2 separate regions of the Pan troglodytes genome follow, and region 1 is linked to region 2. A link is a contact called in public capture Hi-C data. All regions are on one chromosome and are shown on one strand. The core of a region is the stretch at or near the end of the contact, and the rest is flanking DNA. Distances in the headings are between cores, read along the strand shown.

Evidence for each region. Capture Hi-C pulls out chosen DNA fragments and counts their contacts.
Region 1: a contact with region 2 is called in a capture Hi-C map of stem cell-derived neural stem cells, with 3 times the contacts expected there. The contact joins two enhancer-like sites. A contact is called at or near these places in 1 of 7 Hi-C or Micro-C datasets (stem cell-derived neural progenitor cells), 1 of 1 datasets of contacts at active chromatin or transcription factors (stem cell-derived excitatory neurons) and 1 of 1 other capture datasets (stem cell-derived neural stem cells).

What each region holds. Positions count from the first base shown.
Region 1 is chr5:17,443,375-17,448,843 of NHGRI_mPanTro3-v2.0_pri, reverse strand. The region is part of intron 3 of LOC104006719 (a long non-coding RNA gene); the gene reads right to left. Among named protein-coding and RNA genes, the nearest start is that of TMEM170B, 39 kb to the left of the region's middle. Within about 2 kb of position 2,998, at least 4 of the 24 cell types and tissues checked have an H3K27ac peak or open chromatin away from gene starts, as enhancers often do. A contact at or near this core is called in stem cell-derived neural stem cells, where this site is marked.
Region 2 is chr5:17,171,842-17,177,197 of NHGRI_mPanTro3-v2.0_pri, reverse strand. The region is part of intron 2 of NEDD9 (neural precursor cell expressed, developmentally down-regulated 9); the gene reads left to right. Among named protein-coding and RNA genes, the nearest start is that of ERVFRD-1, 120 kb to the right of the region's middle. Within about 2 kb of position 1,382, at least 9 of the 24 cell types and tissues checked have an H3K27ac peak or open chromatin away from gene starts, as enhancers often do. A contact at or near this core is called in stem cell-derived neural stem cells, where this site is marked.

The DNA of each region.
Region 1 (5,469 bases), core at 1,749-4,248, 270 kb before region 2:
GCAAGAAAGGAGGGGCAAGAGGCTGACCGCAATTGCCCCAGTAAAAAGTCAGGATACTTTCCTCAATTCTAGGAACTGAGCCAATTTTCAGGTCCAAAATCCATTGACTAAAAAGACAGCCAGGTCCCTAAGAATAAGTACCCTGCAACAAGTTTATATCGAGATGACTTGTCCCATCCTTCCCTAAAGGGACCCACGACCATTTGCTTGGGTGACTGTATGCCAGGGAAAGGGAAGGTCTAGACTATTGCACACAAGTTCCGAGTTGACCTTGACACCTGGACCCCTTGTTGAAGTGGGGCCTTATAAGAATCAAGTAATGAATGGAGTCCTAGCTGAGTCTGGCACAGAGTGGGCCCACAGAACCTGTAGACTCACCCAGGAAGCATTTCTCCTTTTCCATGTATCACTGGAATGAATGTACTTGGCAGTTGGAGTAAACCCTATATTTGTTCCTTGGTCAGTGAGGAAGTGCTATCATAGTGGGAGAGGCCAAATGGAAACTCCGAAACTGTCCCCCAGGCAAGATGGTAAATACAAAATAGGGATTGGTTGTCTCTATCATATCTCTTTTTAATTGCTAGTCTCCCCCAGCAGGAAGTGGATGGACTCTGAAGAATGACAACAGATGAGTACAGTTTCAATCACATGGTGGTCGACTGCAGCTGCTGTGCCAGAGGTGGGATCACAGCTGGAGCACATTAAACAGGCCGCAGGCCCGTGGCATGTGGTTGTCTATTTGGTGAATGTGCCTTTTCTATCCATATTAGAAAAAAAGATCAGGAACAATTCACATTCACGTGGACAGACTCCAATATTCATTTATTGCTTTGCCTCAGAGCTATCTTAACTCAGCTGCCCTTTGCCATAATAGTCTGAAATAATCTAGATCACCTGAACCCACTGAACATCAAACCCATCCATTGCATCAATGACATCATGTTCATTGGCCAGAAGAAGCAAGAGGTGGCTAGTATGCTGGAGGTCTTGGTAAAACACTCATGCTCCAGAGAGGAAAAGATGAATGAGGATTTAAGGAATCCAGTGGTCAGGTTCATGCTGGAATATTCCCTCCAAAGCAAACGATAAATTGCTGCATCTTATATCTCATACCTCAAAAAAGAAGTGCCTGGTAGGCCTCTTTGGGTTCTGAAGGCAACTCATGCCACACTTTTAAGACTGCAGTTCCAGGCCAGGCGTGGTGGCTCACGCCTGTAATCCCAGCACTTTGGGAGGCCGAGGAGGGCGGATCACGAGGTCAGGAGATTGAGACCATCCTGGCTAACACGGTGAAACCCCATCTCTACTAAAAATACAAAAAAAATTAGCCAGGCGCGGTGGCAGGCTCCTGTAATCCCAGCTACTCGGGAGGCTGAGGCAGGAGAATGGTGTGAACCCGGGAGGCGGAGCTTGCAGTGAGCCAAGATAGCGCCACTGCAGTCCCGCCTGGGCGAAAGGGCCAGACTCCGTCTCAAAAAAACAAAAAGACTGCAGTTCCAGCTCACAAACTGGGCAACATGATTATTGGCAGCTTTGAGTTGTGCCTGAAGCACAAAAAGGCTAGAGATGCAGGTCTGTCACCTGTGAAAGGGGAGGGAGAAGGAGGGTTAGTTAGGAAGAGTCTCAAACTGCAGTGCTGTCCTGCAAAAGTCTCAGCCAGCCCAACAGAGAGCTCCAGAGCAAAGGCTGCCTGTTGGAGAAGTTCCATGATGAACAGAAAGGGCCAGGCCCTGGCACGCCCACTGTGCTCATTAGCTGTTAAAGGTCTGCCTAGGAAAAGCATGGCCTCAGCTCAACTGCTGTGGCTAAGCAACCAGAGGCACTGCAACCAAGGCCATCACCTAACTGCACCCTCACAGCTAATCTGCAAGTTCTTTCTTGAAGGGAGATCATAATAGCTCCATATCCCCATATTGGAGAGAATTCTCACTCTGCATTCTGCCAAGGAGCTGGTGTGTGTGTGCGTTTGTGTGTGTGTGTGTGTGTATGCACACATGTGACAAAGGTTTATTTAACTTATCAATGAATGAAGAAGGAGAAGAAAAATTACTATATATAGTCAATGAACAAAAAGAATGCTGGAATAAGATTGCAAGTTAAATTGAAACTGGTAAATTATAAAACAACAAAACTATAATCTGTAGGATTTATATTTCCTACTGGACAGAAATGAATTGCAACATAATGATCTTCCACAAGTTAACATTAACTTTACAAGAGTCTCACCTTCATCAATAGCAAATAATCAAAGTAACTTTCTTCCTGTAAAACTTCCCAACTGGGGGAACATTTGCCCTCTCCTCACCCCAGAGATATCTGACAATGTCTGGAGACATTTGTGGTTATCACAACTAAAGGGATGAAGGTGTGCTACTGGTATCTGGTGGGCAGGGGCCAGGGATGCTGCTAAGTGACCTATTATGCCCTGAACAGCCCCCACGGCAAAGAATTACCCAGACCAAAATTTCAATAGTGCCAAGACTGAGAATCGTGTACAGATGACACTTTTGATGGCTTATTAGGCAATGCTCTAGTATGACACTGAAAGGGCGTAAGAAGATCTTTAATGTTTCCTTCTGCTTTCACGTAAATGTAAAATTGGGATAATGATATATCGAAGCAACTTCATTTAGGGTGAAGGATGATTAAATAAAACAATTGTGGTTGATTGTATTTTTACAAAGATGATGCACAAATATATATCCCATCCCACATGCTCTTCTTCTGACATGACACTGACACTCCTGTATTGAGGGGTGGAGGCTGTGTTCCCTTCCCGTGAACCTGGGTAGACGTTTGCAATTACCTCTATCAACAGAACACAGCAGAAGTGACATTTCCTGACCTCTGAGGCTGGATCATAAAAAGCAACACAGCTTCCTGCTGGCTCTCTTTCTGGGGACACCACCTTGGATGTTCTGAGCCAACATGAAACAAGTCTGGCTATGCTTGAGAAACCCTAGAGAGGGACTACATAGAGACAGAGAGAAGCTCCCACCCCAGCCTGTCGTCTTACCAGCTCAGACACCAGACACGGGAGCGAATGAGGCTTTACAATAACCCCAAGTACTGTTTGATTGCGATCTCATGTGAAAGAAGCCTCCAGGCAGAACCACCCGACAGAGCTCCTTCTGAATTCCTGGCCCACAGACACCGTGGGAGATAATAAATGATTTTGTTGTCTTAAGCTTCTATATTTTAAGATGATTTGTTCCATAGCAATAGACACTAAAACAACCATACAAAAATAGTCCTTAGCACCCTGCATGGAAAGTGAGTTAACTGGTCACTCTTTTGGGGTAGTTTTAGTATTTTCAAGTAGTATTTATGTAGTATTTTTACTGTTTCCGTGCGCAAGAGGGCACACTGTCCGTTGACAGCCCTCATACATGGAGGTGTAATTTTCTAATCAAAGCACCAGGTGGAGCCAACCCCTAATTTTTCACTGTCCCTTTCAGAGGGTGAACTTGACAAAATGGAAAAAAGGCTTCAGAATCAAACTAGCATGTTTAGGGCGATGTGTTAGAGAATGCTCAGTATTCTAAATTCTCAAATTCTAAAACACAAGAAAGCTTATTTTGATGAATAACTCATCCCTAGGCAGGGTGTGCACACAAAAAACAAGAAAATCCTTTTTTTTTTTCCTTTGTTAAATGCAACAGAGAAGGTTATGTTTTCTTTAAACCCTGAAAAGGAAAAGAGATCTGCCAGCCTATGATTTCTAAACAATACTGTACTTAATTTTTGCCATTATCTAGACACATAGGTAATGCAAGTCTCTGTTTGCTGTTTGCTTCTGACGGTAAGACAATATTTCTGAATACTGATTTATGGGACTCAGATAACATCTGTACCACCATTTTAGCTTAAACATTTTTAGGTTTACATGTTTTCTAGGCCTTTATTTTGTATACACGAATTTAATGCTCTAGTGGCTGTGAAAATGGGCCATGATTCCGATTGCAGGAAATCTGGGAACCAAATCCCTTAAAATGAATTGGGTGAACCAAATACATTGTATCTGCCTCTTGTCTGAGAAATTCAAAGCAGACTCTACCCATCAGCATTCACTGTAACCTGAGCAGGTTGGCAACCCGTCCTTATTATGATGATCTGCCAGTGCCTATGTAACTCCTGAAGGCTGATGCCTCTACCCTGAGATGGCTCAAGGATGGTTAGGGCAATAGAGCAGTGGTCTTGAGAATAAAGATGGTTTTGTGATCCGCTTATCTGATTAGAGGTTTATACTATAAAGTCAAGGCTTCATAGCCTGGTAGGGGATAAATCAAATGTCAGAAAGGATGGAGGCAGCTTGAACTCTGAAGAGCTGATTTTCTGAGGGTATCCTACAACTTTGACTCCACCCATACCCTAGCTGACCTGTCATCTTGCTAATTAACCACAAGAACTGAGGGAGAAAGTAAGGTGTGATCAGCTCAAGTAAGGCGTGATCAGCTCAAACCCTATCTATGTTATGCTGGGACTAACACAAAAGAAAGCCAAACACAATTATATGGTAAATCAGTAGAATCATGTTCCTACGTAATGTGTGTCTGTCAGGGATGAGACTGATTCCCATGCTTAACTTATGGCCCTGTCTCATCACTTTGTGCTCATAGAATGTATACGTAACATATTTTTCTTTGACACACTAATACTGGCAAAGGCTGTCTTCTTTGGCTTAACCACAAATTGTGGAGCATGAGAGCCTCAGAACATCTCCAATCTCTCCCAGCTAGTTTCGGAAATTCCCAGGGACAATTGTGCACATGCTCTCGAGAAGTTCCCCTGGATCCTCAAAACAGCCTTGTGAATCCACAGTAGCCATGGTGACAAGCCTGCTGCAACTCTTTAGAGGGTACTTGGCTGGGTCCCACAGTCACTGATACTGACAGCAGGATTTTCAGGTCACTACTAAGCACTTCCCACAAATGGCCATGACCTCATTCCATGCACTTGGTAGCCTGTCAGTGCAGTGGCTAGAGTGTGATGAGGTAGGCAGGGAGGCAGCCTCTGTCCCTGTGACTATTATCCTCCATTGCTAGGCTGTCTTCTTGGGGCTCATCTCCTTAGGGTCCTTTATCATGTCTATGAGGGCCTGGTCAGGCATACAGCAGTATGAGCAGCCATTCGTACCACCCAGTCTCTCCAAAAATGACGAAAAACCATGTTTTGTGGCCCAGATCTGTATACTCTACCTGGGGATGACTTCTTCCTTATAAGGCATTCACTCCTCAGGCAAATAACATACCATGGTAAGCCCACCCTATTGCCCTTGCACCTCCGATGCACCCACATTAGCAGGCTCAGCCCATGCTAGTTCCCAAACTGACCTTGGATTGTTCAAGCAACTTTAAACCCAAACCTACAAAGCTGGTGTGTAGCTCACAGTTTGATGACTATGTAAATTACATCCTGAAATGTCTCTACTAAACATGTGACTGGACACATCTGAATTTACAATGGGCA
Region 2 (5,356 bases), core at 133-2,632:
AGTGACTGACAGCGTAAACTGCGATTGGCATTCATGGAGAAACCTGCTTCTCCACTGGGCCTTACTGGTGTTGAACACCTTGCCAAATGATGTAAATACATGATTTTTATTACCTTGTAGGCACCTTCACCAGCAAAAAAGCTAACTTCTCCGACCGAACAAATGACTTATGCCCTATGATGACTATTAAATCAACCAATAGCTGAAGAAATCCACTTTCCTTTTTTATAAAGTTTTCTTTCTCTCTAGTTAATAATGAACAACTTTACTTCAGGAAAGGATTTTGTTATTGTAAGTAGAGGAGAGACACAAAAGTAATGAAGTAACATTAATTGAGACTTACTGTGACAACACAAGATTGTCATATTCAACTCTCCCAATAGCTCTACAAGGTGGGTATTATTTTTATACTCAATTTCAAATGACACAGAGAGGCTAAGTAATTTATCTAATGCCACACAGCTAGAAAGTGGTGAGCTGGGATTAGAACTAAGGCGATCTGGCTCCAGAACTCATGACTTTAACCACTATTAAGAGAAAGAGAAAGAACTATCGTTGACCTCTCTAAAATATGGCCAGTGTTTTCTTCTCCCAGAAAGTTTAAGACTATTTCATCCCAAGTATTCCTGCAGGATAATTTCTTTTTAAGATAGTAACTCTACAAAGCAAAATGAAATGCATGTTTGGCAGTTATTTGTTTAATTTGAGCCACTTAGGTAGTAAAACCAGATAATTATTAGATGGTAAAATCCCAGAGACAGAAATTATCTCTAAAATACTATATTGCTCTATGCACTGTAAATTTAGCACAAACCTTAAAATGTTTACTGAAAGACTTATGAATCAGGCCCTATAAGATTGTCGTTGTTAACCTGATTATCTGGTTTGGCTGCCCCAGGGATCACAACTACGGAACAACAAACCTTCACTTATTTTGCACTTAATATACATAGCTTCAGGCCAGGCAGCAAGGTACTTGCAGTAATCCTGAGAACTGTGGAATGTAAGCTATTACTCCGGACAGACATTTCTGGTTAGCACGTATCTAATCTGTCTTTATTTCCCTGTATGTTATTTGTCCACAGGAAGGTTGCAGTCACTGTCATATGTACTTAATTTTCCATTTCTCTTAGAAGGGATTCAGTCTGTGGTTATGTGATAGTAAATTACGGGGGCTTCATTTATTAAGAATTTTCTACAAAATTCCCATCATATACAGAGCATGTTCTTAATTGGGCGGGGGCTGGCGGGGTTAGGTGGTTGCCTCGATGGCCTTGGTTTGCTTACCCAGTGAAGGCTCCCTCCTGAGGGTCTGGAGGTGTATGGCTGTGCTGTTTGCCAGGAGGGTGATGGAAGGGTCTCTGCGCAGCTGTGTTTGAGCAGAAGCCCCGAGACCCCGCCCCGTTTGTGCCTGCCAGGCCCGAGGCCCCGCCCACCTCAGGCCCAGCCCTGGCGGGGGCTCAGCGGCCCCTTGGCCTGGCCGCTAATGGCTGAGCAGAGACGCTTTTGTGGTTTTGCCAAATTTCTGAGCCCTTACGTGCCTACATTAAAATTCTAAATTATTTATCTCGTCTACCATACAACAAATTCATTCTTTAACGTTTTGACTGAAGAAAAATTACAGACGGAACTTACAATGCCATTAAGAAAGCTGCATTCTGAAAGTCAGAGTCCTGTGTTCTGGTTGAATGGGGTAGGTCAGGGAAAGGAGAACCTGTGTGCTGTGAAACGGTTTGGAAAGGACTTTGAAAGTATTTGTATTTTCTCAAGCAAGACTGAGGAAAATAATGACAGAGGATCTTTAATTTAGTCAATATGGTCATGCATAACCTATAAAATTCCCAATTATTTCCTTGCTTTGATATTTTGGTTTAAAATGCTTTATTTTTCTCTATATGATTTTTGCAACCAATCCAAATGTAGGACTCCTGTCCTTTTCCTTTTTAAACCTTGTATGAGATCTATGGATTTAAAATCACTAAAACATGGTTTGAAAAATATCAGCTTGGTTATTTATGTATTTATGCATTTATTTTTTTATTTAGCAAACCCATTTGCAGAGCTAAATGGCTTACCTACACAGAGATAAAAGCCTTTAGAGAACTGAAGGTGCCTGATAATACCAAATTTAGCAAGTTGCACAGTGCGTAACATACCAAGGATTCCTTTAGCATCCTTTCCTTGCTGGAATACACGTCAGTTCTGTTCTCAGAATTCAGTGGTTCCCTGTCTCTCCCTTCACTCCAGTCTTCTGAAAAAAACACCTTCCTCTCCACTTTTCTTTTTTTCTTTTTTTGAGATCAAGTCTCACTCTGTCGCCTAGGCTGGAGTGCAGTGGCGCCACCTCAGCTCACTGCAACCTCTGCCTCCTGGGTTCAAGTGATTCTCCTGTCTCGGCCTCCTGAGTAGCTGGGATTACAGGTGCCCACCACCATGCCTGGATAAGTTTTGTATTTTTAATAGAGATGGGTTTCACTGTGTTGGTCAGGCTGGTCTCGAACTCTTGACCTCAGGTGATCCACCTGCCTCAGCCTCCCAAAGTGCTGGGATTACAGGTGTGAGCCACCGCGCCCGGCCTTTTTGCAAATTCCCTCCCACTTTCGTGCTTTTATGACCTCATTGGTTCTCCTTTTTTCTTCTTCTTCTTCTTTTCAGGCTTTCCTTATGCTTCTTTAATACTGACTTCCGTAGGTCTTACTTCCAACCCCCTACCCCCCAGGCCCCCCACCCGCACCTATCTACCGCTGCCCCCTCGCCCCCCACACACAGATGTGACACCTTTAATGCACATTCTGTAGCCCTCATTTGTCCTTCTCCTTAGACTCTGCTATGGGAAATCTTGGTCCCTCACTGCCCCCATTCATCTGCCTCTCTCTTTGCGTTTACATGACTTGAGCGGCCTGTCAGTCCCGCTAGTAAAGTCTCCTCAGCCATCCACTCTGTTTAAACAATCAAACTCTGAAACCTGTGTCTCCTGGACCATCCTATAATCCCTAAAATAGGCTGTTATGCTTTTCACCTCTGCCCTACTCTGTTAGCACTACCTTACTTATTGACCTCTTTCAATCAAATCCTTATCTAAAGGATACCTGTAACTCAGATAGGTTGCCTACTGGGCCTGTTTAGTTTTAAGTAAACCCCACTGAATATGAGAGACCCACCCTCTATTTGTATGTAGAGGCAGATTGATCAAAAAGTCCTTGAATGAAAAACATGATCTAGGGTCTGTGAAGTTTTGAGGGGGCCAAGACTTGGTGTTTTATGCTCTTGGGTTAGAGACATGATAGAGCATGGGCTTTGAAGAAAGGCATTTCTGTTCCTTATGGCTTATAGCTCTGTGACCTTAGGCAAGTTAAGCTCTCTAAGCCTCATTTTACAGCATTGTCTGTAAAATAGGGATAAGAATAACTGCCTCATACTATTGTTCGAAGACCTGGGATAATATATGAATGAAGTACTTACTATGGCTCTTGGCATATAGTAAGCAGACAATGCAAGCTGGCTCCAGCTCTCTTTGTATGGTAGATGCTCAATAGATGTTGAAAGGATGGTATGTACTCAAGACTTGGTGACAGAATTATGTCAAAATCCCAGTTACTAGGTTGAGATGGTTGAATATTGTTGAGTATTCCGTGGGCCTGGATGTGTATTGTAAGCATAGGGCCCTAACAGCATATGGCCCCACTTGCTAATATACTCATGACTTGATTCCTTCATTGTTGTTCATTGGACTCAATATTCCTGAAATTACAAGACTTTGCTCATAGAAGACAAAATGTATACACAAATAGCCATTTAAGAGGATCTTAACACTATATGGCATAGTAAAAAAAACAACAACAACAACAAAAAACATGGGCTTTGTTTCAAATCCCACTTTTGTTACTTTCTAACAGTATAATTTTATGCTAGCTACTTTAAACCTTCTTTTCCTCATTTATAAAATGAGAATAATACCTGTCTTGTCAGATAGTTATAGGATATAATATATGACAATTGTCCTTTCTAGCAGATATTAGGCATTTAATAAATGGCAGCTATTATATGATGTTATATACACATACCCACAAAGATATACAGATATATAGATATGGAATTTTTATATAGATAAAAGTGTTTAAAGGGAACATTCACTAGAATTGTTTACCCATAACAGAAATATCAGTGAGGAAGAGAAAGTCATCAATTCAAAAAACCAAAGATAAAATCCAAAGAATGTAAGTTGGGAGTACATGAGAAGTTCAGGGTGAACTCTCTTATCCAATTGCAGTCAATTAGAATGACATAAATGTAAAGTAAGAGGTCTTGGTTGTCTATGTTTAGATCATTTTAGGGTCAGAAAGAAATCTAAACAAATTGGTTTGAAATGCCAACCACTAGGACCAAGGCAATACTCTGCAAGAACATATAGGCTGAATTACCAGGACTTCTCGCCAAGACAAATGAAACAGGGCCATTGGGAAGAAATACTATATTTCTAACTTAAAATGCCAGAGAGTAACTGACGGTTTCCTAGGTGATAGATGGTTGCAAAGAGTACGGGCATGAAAAGGGGACACACACACACAAAAAAAACCCTGTTTATACTTTGCCAACAACACCCCCCTCCATCTTATTTACTTTGAACATTCCAGCCATCTCTCTGCAGTAATTCCTGCTGGCTAATGAGGATTCCACACAGCTAGGGAACATGACAGCCTGCAAAGGATTATTTTCCTGAACAATCTGCATTTTAAGATAAGTCACCTTGTTGGTAACCTTTTCTACCCTTCACTGGAAAGGGTGACTCTCTTTGAAGACAGTTTGACCAAACAATGAGATCTAGGTGAATTTGAGGAAGATAGAACGGGCACTCCAGAAATATGGATAGTGGTGGAGCTGACAGCAGTTTTTCATGGTTGACGTAGGGAGTGGAGGCAGCTGTCATGGAGATATTAAAGTTGCCAGTGGAATGTTTTCCAATACATATTCCTGGGCCCCACAATGGACTATTAAATCCCAGTTATTCTTTAAAAAAAAAAAAAAAAAAAAAGGCCGGGCGCGGTGGCTCACACCTGTAATCCCAGCACTTTGGGAGGCCGAGGCAGGCAGATCATGAGGTCAGGAGATCGAGACCATCATGGCTAACATGGTGAAACCCCGTCTCTACTAAAAATACAAAAAATTAGCTGGGCATGGTGGTGGTCACCTGTAATCCCAGCTACTTGGGAGGCTAAGGCAGGAGAATGGCTTGAACCCGGGAGGCGGAGCTTGCAGTGAGCCAAGATTGCGCCACTGCACTCCAGCCTGGGCGACAGTGAGACTGTCTCAAAAACAAAACAAACAAACAAATAAACAAACAAACAAAACAGCTAGT